6 separate regions of the Mus musculus genome follow, and regions 2, 3, 4, 5 and 6 are each linked to region 1. Evidence: chromatin contacts called from public promoter capture Hi-C data. All regions are on one chromosome and are shown on one strand. The core of a region is the stretch at or near the end of the contact, and the rest is flanking DNA. Distances in the headings are between cores, read along the strand shown. Region 1 holds the start of Tpp1 (tripeptidyl peptidase I). Region 2 holds the start of Akip1 (A kinase (PRKA) interacting protein 1). Region 3 holds the start of Rpl27a (ribosomal protein L27A). Region 4 holds the start of Rrm1 (ribonucleotide reductase M1). Region 5 holds the start of Eif3f (eukaryotic translation initiation factor 3, subunit F). Region 6 holds the start of Trim68 (tripartite motif-containing 68).

Region 1 (2,614 bases), core at 68-2,567:
GGGCAGTAATCCAGAAAGAGAATAAACAACTGAGTTGGTAGCAAGAGGAATGGCCAGAGTGGATTAATCCAAAGACAATTTAGGACTTGAACTAGCAACAGAGGAGGGTGTGGCAGTGGCTATGAGAGTGGGGTAAGGTCCATGACTTGATCATGCACACACACTAAGTGCTAGTCCTCCATTTGAGAGCTGGTAGGGTAAGTGAACATTTCAATCTAGATCTGATTATGAATCATGTGTTCTTAAACACAGCTAGCTACCCCACACCCACCATCTTCCTGGCACTTGAACCTAGGGTTTTTCATATGCTCCGTAAGCACCCACCCTATCAATGAGCTAGCTAGGCCTCTAAAAAAAATTGGTTTTAATGTTGACAATATTGCTACACTGCCCAGGCATGCCTTGGATTCAAAATCGTCCTGTTTTAGTCCAAGTAGCTAGGATTATTACCTCATGCTACTAGGCTTAGATTTGTTCTTAGTTTTAAGACTGAAGAACTCAGGTGGAAATTTTGGTGTGTGTGTGTGTGTGTGTGTGTGTGTGTGTGTGTGTGTATGAATATGGCAGTTATTGTCATTTGTCTGTCATACCAGAAACATGGCCCTACATGATCTGCACCAGCCAGTGCCTGCCTGGTCCTGCCTCCCACTTCCTGCCCCAACTGATAGGCACCATATTGAGGAGAGCTAGGATCCGACACAGCCTGCACCAGCTCCGAGAGTCTTTCCAGGTTCCGCTGTTTCAGCGCAAAAGTGAGACTCAGCTCTTCCTCGGGATCCACGCGGCCCAGGGACACCCAGCCTGGAGGCAGCCTACAGGGTCAGGGACATGATTTGATTAGGCCATAACGAGAAATCCAGATCATGGAAAGTTTGGGATTAAGAACTGAGACTTTGGGTCGAATCCTAGATGCAGATAAGGATCATAGGAGATAAATGACCAGAGATTAAGCCGAGGGGGTGTCGAATAAGGCTACAGAGTGGGTACTAGGAGCAGTTGAGGATGAGGAAAGCTAGGACCAAGCGTCTGCAGAGACAGGCACCTGTAGTACTAAATCAACTCACATCCACCGCTGGTCCGGCTCAGGGTTGTAAGTGCATTTGCCGGCGATGACGAGAGCAAGGAGCCCTAGGAGGCTGCAGGGACAGCAGGTGGGTTTCATCAGGAGCCGAACCCTCATTGTACTCCTTCTACAACATGTAATCCCTCTAATGTAATCCCCCTTAGCTACCCTCCCCACCTCAGTTTCTCACCGGGCTTGGAGTCCCATTTTGGCTTTCAGGCTGATCTGTAGTCATGTGATAAGTCACATGAGCATGGTCTGGCACCTCCCCCATCTCCCTGCCTAGTAACTAGTGACGTTGCTGACTCCTCCCTCCCAAATGAGCTGTTCTGAATGCTGGGGCTGCTATTAGAATTCTATGCTGTGTTGAGCATCTAAGCCCAGGGCTCCTCTTCACCTGCTGCCCAAGTCTGTCTGTCTCTAAAGGAATCATAAAGGAGTGGGCTCTGAAGCCCCATAGGTATGGGCTGCTCCTGGCCGTACAATATTAGAAAAACAAGCTCTCAGAGCCTAGGTTTCTTCACTTAAAATTCAGTGACTGTTACGTAAAAGAAATGTGCCTCATACTTGGGAGTAAAAGTGGACATTGCAATAAAGCAAGCCTATGGAGCCAAGACTGACCTGGCAGACTCAACTAATGTGAGCTCTTATGAATGTGGACATTTCATGTTTCCAAGGTGTGTGTGTGTGGGGGGGGGGGGTTGGGGATTTCTTCACTTACCTACTCTTAATAATCACCATATCTTATTCCAGACCCTCAGGCTTAGGACCCTAGACTGCTTCCTACTCTGTCAGTCTCTGCAGGAAACCACTGCAGTTCAAGTCCTGACCATGTTAGAGGGGAAAGCAGCAGAGATCCCAAGGCTAGGCTTCTGAGCTCTCAGTGCCAACCCTACTCCTACATGTCCTGTTGTCCGCCCTCCCTCTGGGCCTCCTTGGCTACTGTGCCAGGTATCCACAGTGCTACGCCAGTGACTTCTGGTTACCCTGACAGAACAGAGCCAGAGGCTGGATACAAACTGCAGTTTATTAAGGCTCCAGAGTGAGAATTGGCACTTGTTCTGGGCAGGGGCAGGGATGTCAGAAGAACCCAAAAGAGCTGGGCCCAGATTGGAGGGACCTCCCCATCCCCCTAACCCCCAATAAATAAAGTCTCAGCTCCATCGCAGGGCGCTGGTGCAGGGCAGGAAGTCTTGGCTGAAGAGAACCCAAGGCTGTTGCCTCATTCTTATTTCTCTCCACACTGGATCTGGCCACAGGTCATGACCAACAGGCCCTCTGTGGTCCTAGTGCTGAAGGAACTGCAGAGAAATGTGGGACCTGTCCCAGCTATAAGAGTTTAAGGTGGAGAGCAGGGGACTGGTGGTGGCCTCCCCATAGTCAGTCATGGTCCGAGGCTGCCCAGGGCAGGCTGAGAATGGGGCCTGCTTTGGGGACACTGGACGTGTCCCAGGTCGGGGCCCAGTTAGGGCCACAGCTAGATGCGCAGCTCTGTGTCATCCGGAGGCTCCAGGCCAGACTCTGTACTGAGTGCTGAAGCTGAGGGGCCCT
Region 2 (2,614 bases), core at 50-2,549, 4.0 Mb after region 1:
GAGACCGGTCCAAAGGGCCACATACCATATGATTTTATTTGTATGAATCGCCAGAAAAAGGCAAATTTATGGGGATGTCAATCAGAATAGAGGCTACCTAGATCCTGAAGTTGAAGTGAGAATCATTCATCAATAAGAACTAGACTACTTTTTACTCATTTTTTATGTGTGTGAATGTAGTACATGTGTGCCAAAGAAAGTGTATGGAGGTCTGAGGACAACTTTTGGGAGTCCGTTCTCACCTTCTGCCATGTGTAAGGCAGGGTCTTGCTTGTTGCTACTGCTAGACTATATAATTCAAGGTGTCTAGTCCAGGAGTTCTAGCCAATTTCCTGTCCTCACCTCTTATGTCACTGTTGCAGGGTAGGGCTGACAGATGCACACTACAGATCCTGGCTTCTGGCATGGATTTCAAGGAATCTCAGGTAGCTAGGTTTGTGGGCAAATGTTTCTCTATTCACACTACTTAAGGACTGAGAATTCCTTTGTGTCCTGTGAGGGACCCACCCCGCACTGAGCAATGTTCCTTAAAGTGGAACTTTCTCCCCATTCACGCCCTGCTGCTCACCAGGGGGTGTCACTCCCGCTGAGACCCAGGGCTTTCACCATAGCCCCATGGTGTTCTGAAAGGTATCTGATCCATTTCTTACTTTAAAAAGTGATACGATTGATGCTTGAATGGTAGGTCCAGATCCCAGGACCAAAGAGACTGAAAGCCAGCCTGGTCTACATAGTGAGGGTTTGCACAGTGAGACTGTCAAAAACAAACAAACAAATAAACCTCCAACAAAATTGTGTGAATCTGTTCTTCCAAGGGAGGAATGAGGAAGCTGCAGGAAGGGAATGACGGGATTCCCCACTCACCACTCCACTACATCCTCTACCAACCTGCCAAGAAATACCTGCCATCCCCTGGAGTCTTACCAGTCCCCTCACCCACAGTTCCAAGACCTCCGTCTGGCCTCCATCCCCAGCCTTGAGAGTTCTTCTGACAGAATGCCCTTTCCCCAGCACTACCTCCTCAGTCGCGTTGGTCCGCTAGCCTCATCACCTCCTCACACAAAAGTGGTTCTGGAGTGGCGAGACCCCTGAATACGGTCCGCATGCACCTACTCTCACAAATGTTTTTAGCGCAACGAGTCACGGGATCCACACTGACCTGTCGCGGCAAGAAAGTCCTCGAACGACAACAAGCGCCCGCTTCGCGTCTGAAGCTGATTAAGGCTGGGCCCACGTGCCCCTCGACCCGGCCCCGCCCACACCGGCTCCGCCCATCGCCAGGCCCCGCCCACGGCGCGCAGCAGTTAGCTTGGCAACTGGCGCGAAAGAAGGGCCGCGGGAACACGGAAGGCGTGTCCGTGTGAGCGCTATGCGCGTGCGCCCGGAGAAGCAGGCCGGGTGAGGGGCTGTACCCAGGGTCTGAGAGGCGGAAGTGCAAGGGGCAGGGGTCCTGCCTGCTAGTTCCTCCCCACTTGGATTGCGCGATGCAGGCGAAGGGGGAGTTGGGGTCGCGGGGAAGTTGCCGCCCGGATCCGGGCCTAGTTGACTTGTCTGTGTATGTGTCCAGGGAGACATGGAATACTGTCTGGCGGCCGCGGCGCTGAACGGAGTGGACCGGCGCTCGCTCCAGCGCTCTGCTCGGCTGGGGAGGGAAGTATTGGAGCGCGCCAAGAGGAGGGCAGTGGACTGGCATTCTCCAGAGCGATCCAGAGGCAACGTGGGGGTCCTTTACCGCCAGGGCCCCTACCAGGAAAGATGGTCGGTCCCTGGTTCCCAGCGCCTCCTAGGAGAGGTGAGGCCGGGAGCTGGGGGACTGTCTAGTCATTCTCCGCCGCCACTGGGCGGGAGGAAGCCTCCCATGTCCAGAAGATGTAACGCATTGGAGCAAAAGTGGAAACGTTGTTTGGAAACTGCTTTTGACACGGTCTCGTATAGCCCAGGCTGGCCTTGAACTCTTGCCTACGATTTAGGTACTAGTATTAAAGAGGTTGTGTACAAGCACGGTGTGACCCAATTCTTTTTGAATAACAAAAGAATAGTAGTATTCTGCTTACTTATAACATAAAATTTCTTACCGGGTGTGGTGGTGCACACCATTAATCTCAGCATCCAGGAGGCAGAAGCAGACAGATCTCTTGAGTTCGAGATTAGCCTGTTCTACATAGCAAGTTTCAAGCCATCGTGTGTTACCTAGTGAAACCCTGTCTAAAGTAAATAAATACAATTCTTAGTGTGGTGCCAGAACTTGGGAGGTCGGGGCTAAGGATCAAGTACAAAGTCTTCCTAGTGTACATGTGATCTTGTCTCAAAAAATCATAAACAACAATAACAGTTCTTTCCCATTACTCAATAGTGAGTAAAGCCAGCCAACCAGTTATTTTAGTTCCTGGATAAATTGCACATCTAGTTTACAGAGTTGGATTTTTTTTTTTTTTTCTCAGCAAGATCCTTCTTACCAGTTTCAGCTTGCAGAAGCTTTCCTAAAAGTGAAAAAGGGCTATTTCTCAAATGATGTCCTTCTCCAGTAGGGGATTTGTAGGTCTCACCTATGACTTGCCATTTATTACAACAGAGAGAAGAAAGGTGCCCAACCCTTAGCTCTTCCTTCGGAGCA
Region 3 (2,614 bases), core at 68-2,567, 3.8 Mb after region 1:
CCCTCAAAGAAAGCTCTCTTTGCAACAGGCAGAAAGAAACTGATATAGAAAGCTATAACCAATCAAAATGCAGAGGTGTGAAGTCCAGTCCCACTGGATAAATCTGTAAAACAACCCCTCCACCTAAGGCGAGGGAAAGACTGTAAGAGCCAGAGATCAGAGGCTTTACTGTGAAATTGTGTGTCCTAGGAGTGTAAGAAGCCACACCCATAGTATCACCAACAGGACTGCCTGAATAGGAGCTGAACAAGGACAGCCATAGATATGCTATTACAGCCCACACGAGAAAGTTCGAGACCATCATGCCTAGCCAATCGATTAGGAGTGTAACTCCAGCAGTCAGGAGGTACAAGGCCAGCCTTGGCTTCAGAGTAAGACCCTGTCTCAAAACAAATACAAGATCTTGAGGAAATGGTGTGGCTAAAGTCAAACTGCCCAGATTGTAATGGACTAAACACCGAGCAAGAAGCTAGCAGACAGACAGGATTTGCCCACTCTGCTTTCTGAGAGTTTTGACTAGAATATTCTTTAGTTTAACGGATCAAGTAAGAAACAATAAAACAGATTAAGGGGTTAGAATCTTGTGCACAAGTGTACCACTTTTGTTAGCAAGCAGGCTACACGCCAGGAACTCATGGATTTAAAAGGAAAACAAGCAAAATTGCCCAGTCCTGAACCCTTAGAGAATCTGGGCTCTATCGGGAAGAAAAATGTAACTTGGCAATTAGAAGTTACAAGTGTGATAGTTCGAGTAAACAAGTAACAAAACAGGTCCAAGAAGGTCGACACGGAAAATACTTGTATGAGGAGCACGCTGGGCTGGGAACCTCGGGTCCAGGGGAGTAAAAGCATACCAGCCAGAGTCTGGAGAAAATTCAAATGTGATGTTTATACAAAATAGTTACAGAATCTAGATCCCTGAAGCACAGAAGGCTGTTCAAATTTGGCAGGACATGAAGAGAGGACCAGAGCAAAAGAGAAGGGCAGTGTCCCTTTAAGGGACGTCAGAGGCCCTGCGGAAGTCTTGCCGATGCTCTGAGCCACCGCCATTGCTGCCCGGAGACAAAAACCAACCGCACCAGAAAAGAACAGTGCACTCCGACGATGACCGGCCGCAGCGGCGCTCGACTAGGGAGGAGCTACCGGGGCTTCCGGGGGCGGGCGCCACCGGTTCACCCCGCCCATCCACACGGAAAGGAAGAGGCGGGCGCCGGGAGCCGTGACGTCAGGAGCCCTTCCCGAAGCCGGCCTCCTGGCCGGAAATGAAGCATTGGTCCCGCCCCCGCGCCTGCTACCTCGCGAGACTTCGTGAGCTCCTCCCTTTTCCCTTTCTGCCACCGCCATGGTAGGTCTTCTCTTGGCCTCCGCTCCATCGCGGAGGGTCGGGGCTCTGCTTCCCAGCCTTTCAGCTGCTTGCTATGGTCCTAGTGGGTCTCCATGGCTGGGCGTAGCCTGCGGGGCGGGATGACCCACTCGGGTGTGGGGCGAGGAACGTGGGGCCGCGTGTTCCGACCAGAGCTGGGATCGCGTGGACGTGCGGGCCCGGGCGGCTGAGCACGCTCTGAGTCCCGGCCTCGGCTTAGCCGGTGCTCCAGAAGGCAAGTCCTCGTGTGCAGGCCTGATCCGGGCAGGCAGGCATTGCTGCCCTCTCCCCGGTCTCCCCATCCTCTAAGCAGGCCTAACCACTTTGCTGTTTTTCCCACGCAGCCATCCAGACTGAGGAAGACCCGGAAACTCCGGGGCCACGTGAGCCACGGCCACGGCCGCATCGGTAAGTGTGCGCCTCCTCGGCGTTTGGCCTTTGGAGTTTTGTTGGAAAGTAGACATCCGTGGGTGGAAGGAAACACTTGCAGTTCCCCTACTTTATGTTGGTAGCGGGGTGAGAGTTAAACACATGCCGCTGGGATGTGAAATGCCGTAAATGTTCCTTCTATCCCCGAGTCTTGATAAATCGGGCTTAGAAACGGATGGTAAACTGAGAGCAGGAATAAGGGCATGTGAGCAGCTATAAGTCACACAAGTTGCTTTGTGTGCCGACAGGTAAGCACCGCAAGCACCCAGGCGGCCGCGGGAATGCTGGAGGCATGCACCACCACAGGATCAACTTTGACAAATAGTGAGTGTTTTGGAAGTGGGGGCTGAAGGGGTGAGTTAGGACGGTGTCTCCCTGGAAACGGGCTTCTTACCATTTGGTATGGCTAGCTTTAGCAAGTAAACGCTGCACTTGAACTGAGGGGACCTGTCCGAGGCTAGAGTCACGCTCAGGTATTGCTTGTTGCCTTAGTGTGCTTAAGTCCTCGAAGAATAACTGCTGACCTTATTCACTGGCTGTGTGGACTTTCTGGCACAGTCAGTCACCAGGTTAGTGACATATGTCAAGTTAACCCATTCAAAGTTACGTTGCACCCTATTTAGGGAATCCTTTAAGGAGTGGGGGTGCTACTGAGTGACCTGACTTTTAGTTCAAAAATTGTATCTGGTGCCTGCTGTGTCAATGTTTACAGTAGTGAACACTTACACTCACTAGGAGACAACTACAAAGATAAGTTTTCTCAGTGAGGCTCTGAAGATGGTTGCCTTCCCTCCCCAGTCACCCAGGTTACTTTGGGAAAGT
Region 4 (2,614 bases), core at 85-2,584, 3.3 Mb before region 1:
CCCTAACATCTGAATATCAATTGTGTTTCCATATCATATTTTCCCCCTGGATAGCCCTGGTCCTCTAGCTTCATGTAGGATTTCCTATGATGTGTCAGTTGTGGGTGGAGATGGACCCCTTCTGGAGGGTGTAAGAAGCAAATGATAGGTTTTAGCGAAAGAATGCCACATACATTATTTTATGAAGATCAGTTTTATGACCGAAATTAGTTTTTATACTTGTCTTGAATAGGTTTAAAGTACGACTTTAACTATTCTTTCTTTTTTTCACCTAGCCTTTCCCCCCATTTTATTGAAAATGGATTTTTTTTTTCGCCTCACATAACATATCCTGATTATGTTTTCCCTTCTCTCCTTCCAGTTCCTCCCCATCTGGGTCCTGCCCCGTTTTGTCTCTCGTTAGAAAACAAACAGGCTTCCAAGGGAAGAAAAGAAAAAAGAAAAAAAAAAAAAGAAAGAAAACTAGCACATCAGTGTTGAACAGAACCAACAGAAGGACAGAATGCATGAGAAGGAACAAGAATCAGAGATACACTTGTTCGCACACTCAGGCGAACACTATAAAATCCCATAAAAAACACTAGTAAACTGGAAGGCAGGCAGGCCCTGGGCATGCTGCCTTAGTCTCAAGAGTTTATAAGAGCATAGAGGGCCTTGATTCTTCGGTGTCCTCCATCCCCCTAGGTTCTTACACTCTTTCTTCCTCCTTTTCTATGGGGCCCCCTGAGTCATTTGGGGAGGGATTTGATGGAGAAGTCCCTTAGGACTGAGTATTCGCAGATGTCTTGGTCTCTGCATAATGTCTGGCTGTTTTCACGTATTAATGTGGCGACGACTATCTTATTGCTGATCCTATCTCTACTACCATCCACAAAACTGTAAAAGCAAATGGACTGTGGGCCTTCATAAGAGTTTCACAGTACCCCTATTTCTGTAAGGCTGAAATTCAAACACCTTTGGTCTAGCCCCACTCTTTAACTGAGGAGTGTAGACCTACGAGCCCCGGGCTTCCTATCTGCTTCTTATTTGCGGGTTGTAGGCTTTAGTGCAAACCAGAACAAAATCTTGGTGTTTCCATAATGTCCATAATGTAAAATAGCAAAAAAAAAAAAAAAAAAGTCAGAGGGGTAGGGAAGGGGGAAGGGAGGAGGAAGAAGGAAAAAGGAAAAAGGTGTTCTGGATATCTGGTTGGTTACTTTTTTGTTATGAAATAAAAATACTCGGGAGATTTGCTTGCCCACACCCAATATGGCGGCAGGAGAACTCGTTCCCGCCAGGTCCGCTTTCACCCAATGTGGTGGAAAGGAGCGCAGTCTCCCGGGCTTTGCCCACACTCAATATGGCGGCCAAGGGACTCGTGTGCTGTCTGTCTACTGCTCAGTTTCCGCCCATTCAACTCCCGGCGTTGAAACGTCAAGAACGTCATTCGAATTCCGTCCGTCGCGTTGCTCTGCACGTCACGGGTGGCGGGAGCGGGAAGGAGTTCGTAATTCGGTTAGTCTGCTCTGGTGAGGAAAGTGCTGTCTATCGCGCAGCTTCCATCCCTCCGTCCGAGCAGCCTCTCGGAGTCCAACCCTTCACATCTGACAGTCGTCTCTGTCCCTTCTTCGCCTCGGAGCTGCTAACTGGTCTCGAACCTCTCAGCACTTCAGCTTCTAGCGGCGATGCATGTGATCAAGCGAGGTGAGGGGTCCGTGGGGATGGGGAGGAGGAGAGGGGACCCGGCTGCGGAGAGCCCAGCGGTCACTATCGCCGGCCCGCCCGACCCGCCCGACCCGCGGCGCCTCGCCGCTTCCCGCGCTTCCCGCCGCGCTTCCCGCCCTGTCTGTCAGCTGGGCCTGTGTCTGCTCAGTCTGTCCCCATTCTCTTGACCTTTGTGTGTTCCCTTTGACTTTGACTTTGTGCTCCCTTCCAGACTCCCTCCAACCCTGTCTGAGATTGTTCCCGAGCACTGTTATTCCTTGCCGCCATCCTCAGAGGTAGCTGCTTTTGGCTCCATTTTTTTAGAAGAGGTTGCAAAGACACGAAAAAGCACCCCAACACCCCCATTCCACCCCAGCTAGTAGTTGGTGAGGTTAGAATTGAAACCCATAGCTCATAATAGCCCTGTGCCTGTCTTTCCTCATTTCTTAAACAAAATAACAGACAAAAGAACCGCGGAGTCGATGATCTGGTGTAGGAGGAAATAAGGAAAAAAAGAAAAGGCAGGACACCACATTTTTTGAACATCTGTCATTTTTCTGGTCTCTTCTGAGGTGGGAGTGTAGTATCATCTCTCCTGCCTCTGCATTTTTGTGGGGAGGTTTTTTTTTTTTTTTTTTTTTTTACATTGTTTGTTCTTGGGACAGGGTTTCTCTGACTGGCCTGGAACTTACTCTGTGTAGATCAGTCTAGCCTCAAACTCACAGAGGGCTGCCTCCTCTATCATAGGTCGATAGACAAAGACTTTTAACCCAAATAGACAAAGACTTAATCCGAGTAGACATGATTAACCACTGAGCAGTCTCTGCAGACCCCAAAGACAATCTCTTAATTGTTTTAAACAGTTTTAAAAGCTGAATATACTTGATTCTTTGGTATTGCCCGCTTAATAACTGCTAATGCTAACTGTGAT
Region 5 (2,614 bases), core at 48-2,547, 3.2 Mb after region 1:
ATGAAAATATTTATTTATCTATTACACACACACACACACTGTCCCTATCTTCAGACACACCAGAAGGAGGCATCAGATCCTATTACAAATGATTGTAAGCCACTGTGTAGTTGCTGGGAATTGAACTTAGGACCTTTGGAAGAGGTTATTGCAGAGAATCTGCGTTGAGGTTCTAGCAAGGGGAAGGGGTTGGTTGGTGGCTTACAGCTACTCACAACTCTAGTTGTGTTCCTAACCGCTGAGCCATCTCTCCAGTACCAGCATAGGAGTCTTCATAATTAGCTCCTGGCCCTGCTTAGAGATCTATCCTTTCTTTTGATAATGCCATTTAACCACCAAATTCTTTCTTTAAATGTACTAGTCTTGCTCTCATTCACCTTAAGCCCTCTACATGAACTGTTCACTCCACCAGAAGAGCTCTCCCTACAAAACCCCAAATAATAGTTGGCTGCCTGAATTCTTCAAGTTTCCACTCCAACTTGATACCCTCATTGTATCCTACTCTAACCCTTCATAATCTTTCATGCTCTCATAACCTCCACTGATCATTTCTTTCTCATAGCACAGTCAAATAGTAATAATAATTTACTGTGTATCGAAGCACTTTCTAACCTAATGTAGGATTTAGTCCTTTTCTCTCCCCCAAAGAGAATGCAACCCTTTGCTATTTAGTTCACTTATATACCCTAGCATATAAGAGAGAGTCTGGTGCATATTAAGCATTTAAATTGTTGAATGAATATGCCTCCCTAATGATGCCTTATGAAGCCATCACAAATAAAGCACTATTGGTCAGGCATGATGATTCCTGCCTATAGTCCTAGCATTCGGGAAGCAGAGGCAGGAAAGTTGAGGTAAGTTCCAGGCCAACCTAACCTATATGGCTAGGCGTGGAATGCAAAGTAGATCCTGAGTCCAAATTTTAATTCATTGATTAATAAGTTAAATGGATGTAACAGTGAATCCCCTGTAAGACTGATATTTAATATCCATTTAAGTCTTAAACAATTGCGACCTTTACACTACTCTGTGCCGCCACCTGGTGGCAACTGTGTAGATTGCTAGTTGCTTCCTCCCCATTCCCACCCCAGGAAGTCCTAAAGTTACTAGGAACTACTCTGGACTCCTACACACTGAGTGCGCATCGGACAGAAATTAAAGCGCACACCGCGCACTAAAACTTACAACTAGCCGGAAATTTCATGTCCAATAGTCATCAAGATATGATTCACGTGGTATAAATTTAGCCAATCAAATTTCTAATTCCTCCAACTCACGCTCTTCTGTTCTAGGCTCTCTCTCTTTCTCGGCAAGATGGCTTCTCCGGCCGTACCGGCTAATGTCCCTCCTGCCACTGCAGCCGCAGCCCCGGCGCCGGTCGTCACCGCAGCCCCGGCTTCAGCCCCGACCCCATCCACGCCAGCTCCGACACCGGCTGCGACTCCCGCTGCGTCCCCGGCGCCCGTCTCGTCTGATCCTGCTGTAGCTGCGCCTGCAGCCCCGGGCCAGACCCCAGCCTCCGCGCCAGCCCCAGCGCAGACGCCGGCGCCTTCGCAGCCCGGGCCCGCCCTCCCGGGGCCTTTCCCGGGCGGCCGCGTGGTCAGGCTACACCCCGTCATTTTGGCCTCGATCGTGGACAGCTACGAACGCCGCAACGAGGGAGCTGCCCGAGTTATTGGAACCCTGTTGGGTGAGTTCTGGGGAAATTAATGTTTTCTTCCTGTGCATCTTACTATTCCTCTCGTTCCATCGCCCCTGAACTCTTAGCCTGTTTCTCTTTTTGCACCTTCCTACTGTGGCTTGCCTTCCCGAGTGATCTGAATTCAGCCGAATTGCCGTTAAGCCACAGAAATGTGCAAGGAGTAGGTATAAGCTATTGCGTAGTTTGTGATACTTGATCTACATGTTATTTTATACTCCCAACAACGTGGTACTGAGAGGGCATGCTGCCAAAAATGAAAGCTCAAATGACAGCAAGTTCAAAGCCCTTGACCCGTTAAACAGAGTACCCACATGCCCTCTCTTATGCAGTGACCTACCACCACCCCAGCACAAACAGAAAGTGCCCACCACCCATGTTAGGGAAGAGGATGTGTCAGAAGCTTCCTCCAACTCAAATAAACCAGGTATATTTGTAACATATTCTGGATATATAATATCTAGCTTTCCTAAACTTTTCAGACAGGCACGTGTCCCAAGGTTTTCCTACATACTGGTTCATAAACCCTAGATATGCTCAGCTCCAAGTTCTACCCCCACCCCCAACCCCCACCTCACTCCTCTGATTTTTCATTTGGACACAGACTGTTGTTGTATTATGTGTCCGTCGCTAACCTTCAAGATGAAGAGAAGCCAACTATCTGAAGAGGTTGGCATCCCAGGCTTACGGGAGGGTGGCAGGAAGTGAAGCCCTCAGTGGTTTGGTCACCTGCCTGTGGGGCAGGACTCACAGGGAGCTGAGAAGACTCCTCCAGGCTGGTCTCTGCAGAGGCCCATGACCAGCACTCATTCCAGAGCCGAGGCAGGGGAAACTAGAGAACATGCCTGCTTTGTGGAAAGTAGTAGACCTGAGTTGGGCCTGGACAGCAGATTGAGGGCTGAAGCAGAGCACCTG
Region 6 (2,614 bases), core at 53-2,552, 3.1 Mb before region 1:
AAGAATCTCAAGCATGCTAGGCAGATGCCTAAGTCTTCTTACTCTCCCAACTGCACCCGTGGCAGCCATATTCTCCTCAGTGCTATGTGCAGTGCTTGGACCCGGGGTCTGTTCATTTTACCCTATTTGGAATCACACTCTTCCAACTGAGACTGTTTCCACGATCTCACTGTTGATATCATTTACCAGAGTCTGTGGGTTTCTTAATTCACACACTAGAAATTTACTATTCATATTTTCTGTTTTTCTTACAATATCCTAATGTCGTGGTACGTTTAATACAGAGTTATCTTCAGTTTTGCTCAGTGTATTCTTGATGCCAACAACAGTGTCTCAATACTTGTTAAATGCATGAGAATTCAATGTAAATGTTTAGGCATAGCTGATAGTAGAGGTGTTAATATCTTCATCTAAGGCAGTGTGCATGTGTCCACCTGTTCATGCTTTGGTGTCAAAAGCACTACTTAAAGCTACAGAAAACCAAAAAAACCCCCAAACAACAACAACAACAACAACAACAACAACAACAACAACAACAACAACAACCAGACAAAACAGCAGATGAAAATTTGGAAGACACTGGCAGTAGGAAAGCGAGGCAAAGAAAGATAGAAATGATAAATCAAGATAAATCACAAAAATGTAGTGGAAGCATGTTAGTTCTATACATTGCCTCAAAAAATGTAAACATGGGAAAGATGTCAAAGATCTGGAGATAAATACAGTTTTCCAATAGAGGATCTCCAATAGAGATCTTTTATCAAACATAAATACTTGGTCAAAAGTTTGACTCATTAACTGCTCAGACCTGTCCAACCTGTAGCTGAGGGCAGCTGTGAATACAGGCCAAACACAAAACTGTAAAATGTTAAGTTTCTTTATGCGATTTTGTTCTCCAGAGTGAACTTTGTAGACTACAATATCAAAAGGTTGCACCTAGCAACCAGTGCCTCCACGGTCCTCAGGGCCGCGAAGGGAGGGGGAAGAGCCTGGAAGCGGCAGAAACCAGCCTCGGGTCTGGAAGCAGTGGCGGTCCGTGCCTTCCTGACCTTCGGGCACTAGGCAGTTCCCCAGGGCGGTGGGATTGGGAACAGGGGAGGGTAAAGAGGGCAGGACCTGTGTTGTCCTCCAAAGAGGTCTGCTGTCGCCTCCTTCTCTAAGCAGCTGTGGAGGCGCGGGGCTCCAGCGGTCCAATCCGCAGCGTAGGAAGCAGCGGGGCGCTCGCCCGCCGCCGGAAGCCGCGATAGCAGCGGGGGCGAGGGACCCAAGGCAAGAGCCGCGCCCGGAGCTGCAGGACCCACCCACTGCGCCGGAACCGACGAATCACTTCTGCACTCAGAGTGGCCTGATTGGCTGTTCGCTTGCCACGTTTCCTGGTTGAATTCAGCTACCTAGCGTGGGTGCGCAGCCGGGCTTCCTTAAGTGGCACCTTTACGCATTGGAATCCGCAGTTCCCTGGAACACGAGCTGCAAGTGGCTGCTCCAGGTTTCAGACAATTAAGCAAAAGTTTTAATAAATGCTTCTGTTTTTCCTGGCTAACTCTTGACACTTACATACTTTTGGTAGCTCCTCATTGCAACAAACTAGTTTCAGAGTTAGAAAACATATTAAATTACGAAGTCCTGATCATAAGCTGCCAGTAAAAAAATCTTTTTAAAGCAGTGTGTAAGCTTTCCTCTCGTCCAACCGCAGAGACACACAAGACCAAGCGTGTTAAATCATAGACCTGGATTTTTCTTTGTAGTTCTTTGGTTCTTTTTCGGATACTGGGACTTTTACTGAGTAAGCAAGAGAAGACACTCAGTGACATATGGGAAGTAACGAAAAAAATTCCAGATGAATCCAGCTTCCAGTGATATGTTTATCGTTGGGACCCATGCTCTTTGAATTCCATGACAATGTCAGAGCTGAGGACATGGTTGACATTCTTCAGGGTGACACCCAGAAAATTATTGAAAATAGACAGGACCAGCACTGTAGGGGGAGAGGGAGGAACTGAGATTTGAACTGAGCCTCTGCTTCTTGGTAGAGACAAATGACTGACCTTATGTCACAGTGAACAGATGGATTCAAAGAAGACATTTAAAAAATACTAATTGAGCATGCATACAAAGAGACCTGGATTGCAAGACTGGGTCATACATTCTCTGCCTTAAAGTCAACCAAGTTCAAGGGAATTGAAATCAAAAGGGGACATCTTTTTCATTTGTAATTGAATGTGTTTGTAACTATGACTGACTCTCAAAGGCCCTGAGAATAGGACACCATAGAGTGACTGGGGGAAGAGGCTCTTGCTTATGAGGAGCACTTTGGACTTAAAAGTTTTGAAGACACGATCAAGTAACCTCATTGGCTGATGAACTTATACAGAATAAAAATAAGAACAGGAGAAGACTGGCTTCCAGGAAGCTAGGAGAAGGGTCTCTAAGCCCATCCCTACAGTGACACACTTCTTCCAACAAGGCCACACCTACTATTGTTAGACCCCGAAACTGGGGAGACTTCCGCTCAAGTCCCGGGATGAGCTGGCCAGCACTCCAATAACTCGAGAGAAAACCACACCTGATGCAAAACTGCAAGAGGCTTTATTGTCAGCTGAGGATGAGCTCCCTA

Evidence for each region. Promoter capture Hi-C pulls out the DNA fragments that hold promoters and counts their contacts.
Region 2: a promoter capture Hi-C map of pre-B cells shows a contact between it and region 1, with 4 times the contacts expected there. The contact joins the promoter of Akip1 here to the promoter of Tpp1 in region 1. A contact is called at or near these places in 3 of 39 promoter capture datasets (cranial neural crest, maxillary cranial neural crest and pre-B cells).
Region 3: a contact with region 1 is called in a promoter capture Hi-C map of liver, with 5 times the contacts expected there. The contact joins the promoter of Rpl27a here to the promoter of Tpp1 in region 1. A contact is called at or near these places in 3 of 39 promoter capture datasets (cranial neural crest, liver and pre-B cells), 2 of 484 Hi-C or Micro-C datasets (CD8 T cells and the G1E-ER4 cell line) and 1 of 9 other capture datasets (liver).
Region 4: a contact with region 1 is called in a promoter capture Hi-C map of second pharyngeal arch cranial neural crest. The contact joins the promoter of Rrm1 here to the promoter of Tpp1 in region 1. A contact is called at or near these places in 6 of 39 promoter capture datasets (the HPC-7 cell line, cranial neural crest, frontonasal cranial neural crest and 3 more).
Region 5: a promoter capture Hi-C map of pre-B cells shows a contact between it and region 1. The contact joins the promoter of Eif3f here to the promoter of Tpp1 in region 1. A contact is called at or near these places in 3 of 39 promoter capture datasets (cranial neural crest, frontonasal cranial neural crest and pre-B cells).
Region 6: a contact with region 1 is called in a promoter capture Hi-C map of pre-B cells. The contact joins the promoter of Trim68 here to the promoter of Tpp1 in region 1. A contact is called at or near these places in 2 of 39 promoter capture datasets (cranial neural crest and pre-B cells) and 1 of 484 Hi-C or Micro-C datasets (CD4 T cells).

The regions. Positions count from the first base shown.
Region 1 is chr7:105,750,918-105,753,531 of GRCm38.p6, forward strand. Tpp1 (tripeptidyl peptidase I) reads right to left here and starts at 1,318. Exons shown (of 13, transcript NM_009906.6): 1 at 1,254-1,318; 2 at 1,065-1,136; 3 at 673-812. The coding sequence starts at 1,270. Dchs1 (dachsous cadherin related 1) reads right to left here. Exons shown (of 21, transcript NM_001162943.1): 21 at 2,072-2,614. The coding sequence ends at 2,541.
Region 2 is chr7:109,702,379-109,704,992 of GRCm38.p6, forward strand. Akip1 (A kinase (PRKA) interacting protein 1) reads left to right here and starts at 1,300. Exons shown (of 6, transcript NM_020616.2): 1 at 1,300-1,398; 2 at 1,568-1,792; 3 at 2,573-2,614. The coding sequence starts at 1,574. It also overlaps a transcript of Denn2b not described here.
Region 3 is chr7:109,517,878-109,520,491 of GRCm38.p6, forward strand. It overlaps Rpl27a (ribosomal protein L27A), which reads left to right and starts at 1,318. Exons shown (of 5, transcript NM_011975.3): 1 at 1,318-1,345; 2 at 1,708-1,771; 3 at 2,041-2,116; 4 at 2,591-2,614. The coding sequence starts at 1,343. Snora3 (small nucleolar RNA, H/ACA box 3) reads left to right here and starts at 2,255; the gene lies at 2,255-2,374.
Region 4 is chr7:102,440,361-102,442,974 of GRCm38.p6, forward strand. Rrm1 (ribonucleotide reductase M1) reads left to right here and starts at 1,335. Exons shown (of 19, transcript NM_009103.3): 1 at 1,335-1,683. The coding sequence starts at 1,665.
Region 5 is chr7:108,933,118-108,935,731 of GRCm38.p6, forward strand. It overlaps Eif3f (eukaryotic translation initiation factor 3, subunit F), which reads left to right and starts at 1,298. Exons shown (of 8, transcript NM_025344.2): 1 at 1,298-1,690. The coding sequence starts at 1,315.
Region 6 is chr7:102,686,025-102,688,638 of GRCm38.p6, forward strand. It overlaps Trim68 (tripartite motif-containing 68), which reads right to left and starts at 1,303. Exons shown (of 7, transcript NM_198012.4): 1 at 1,117-1,303.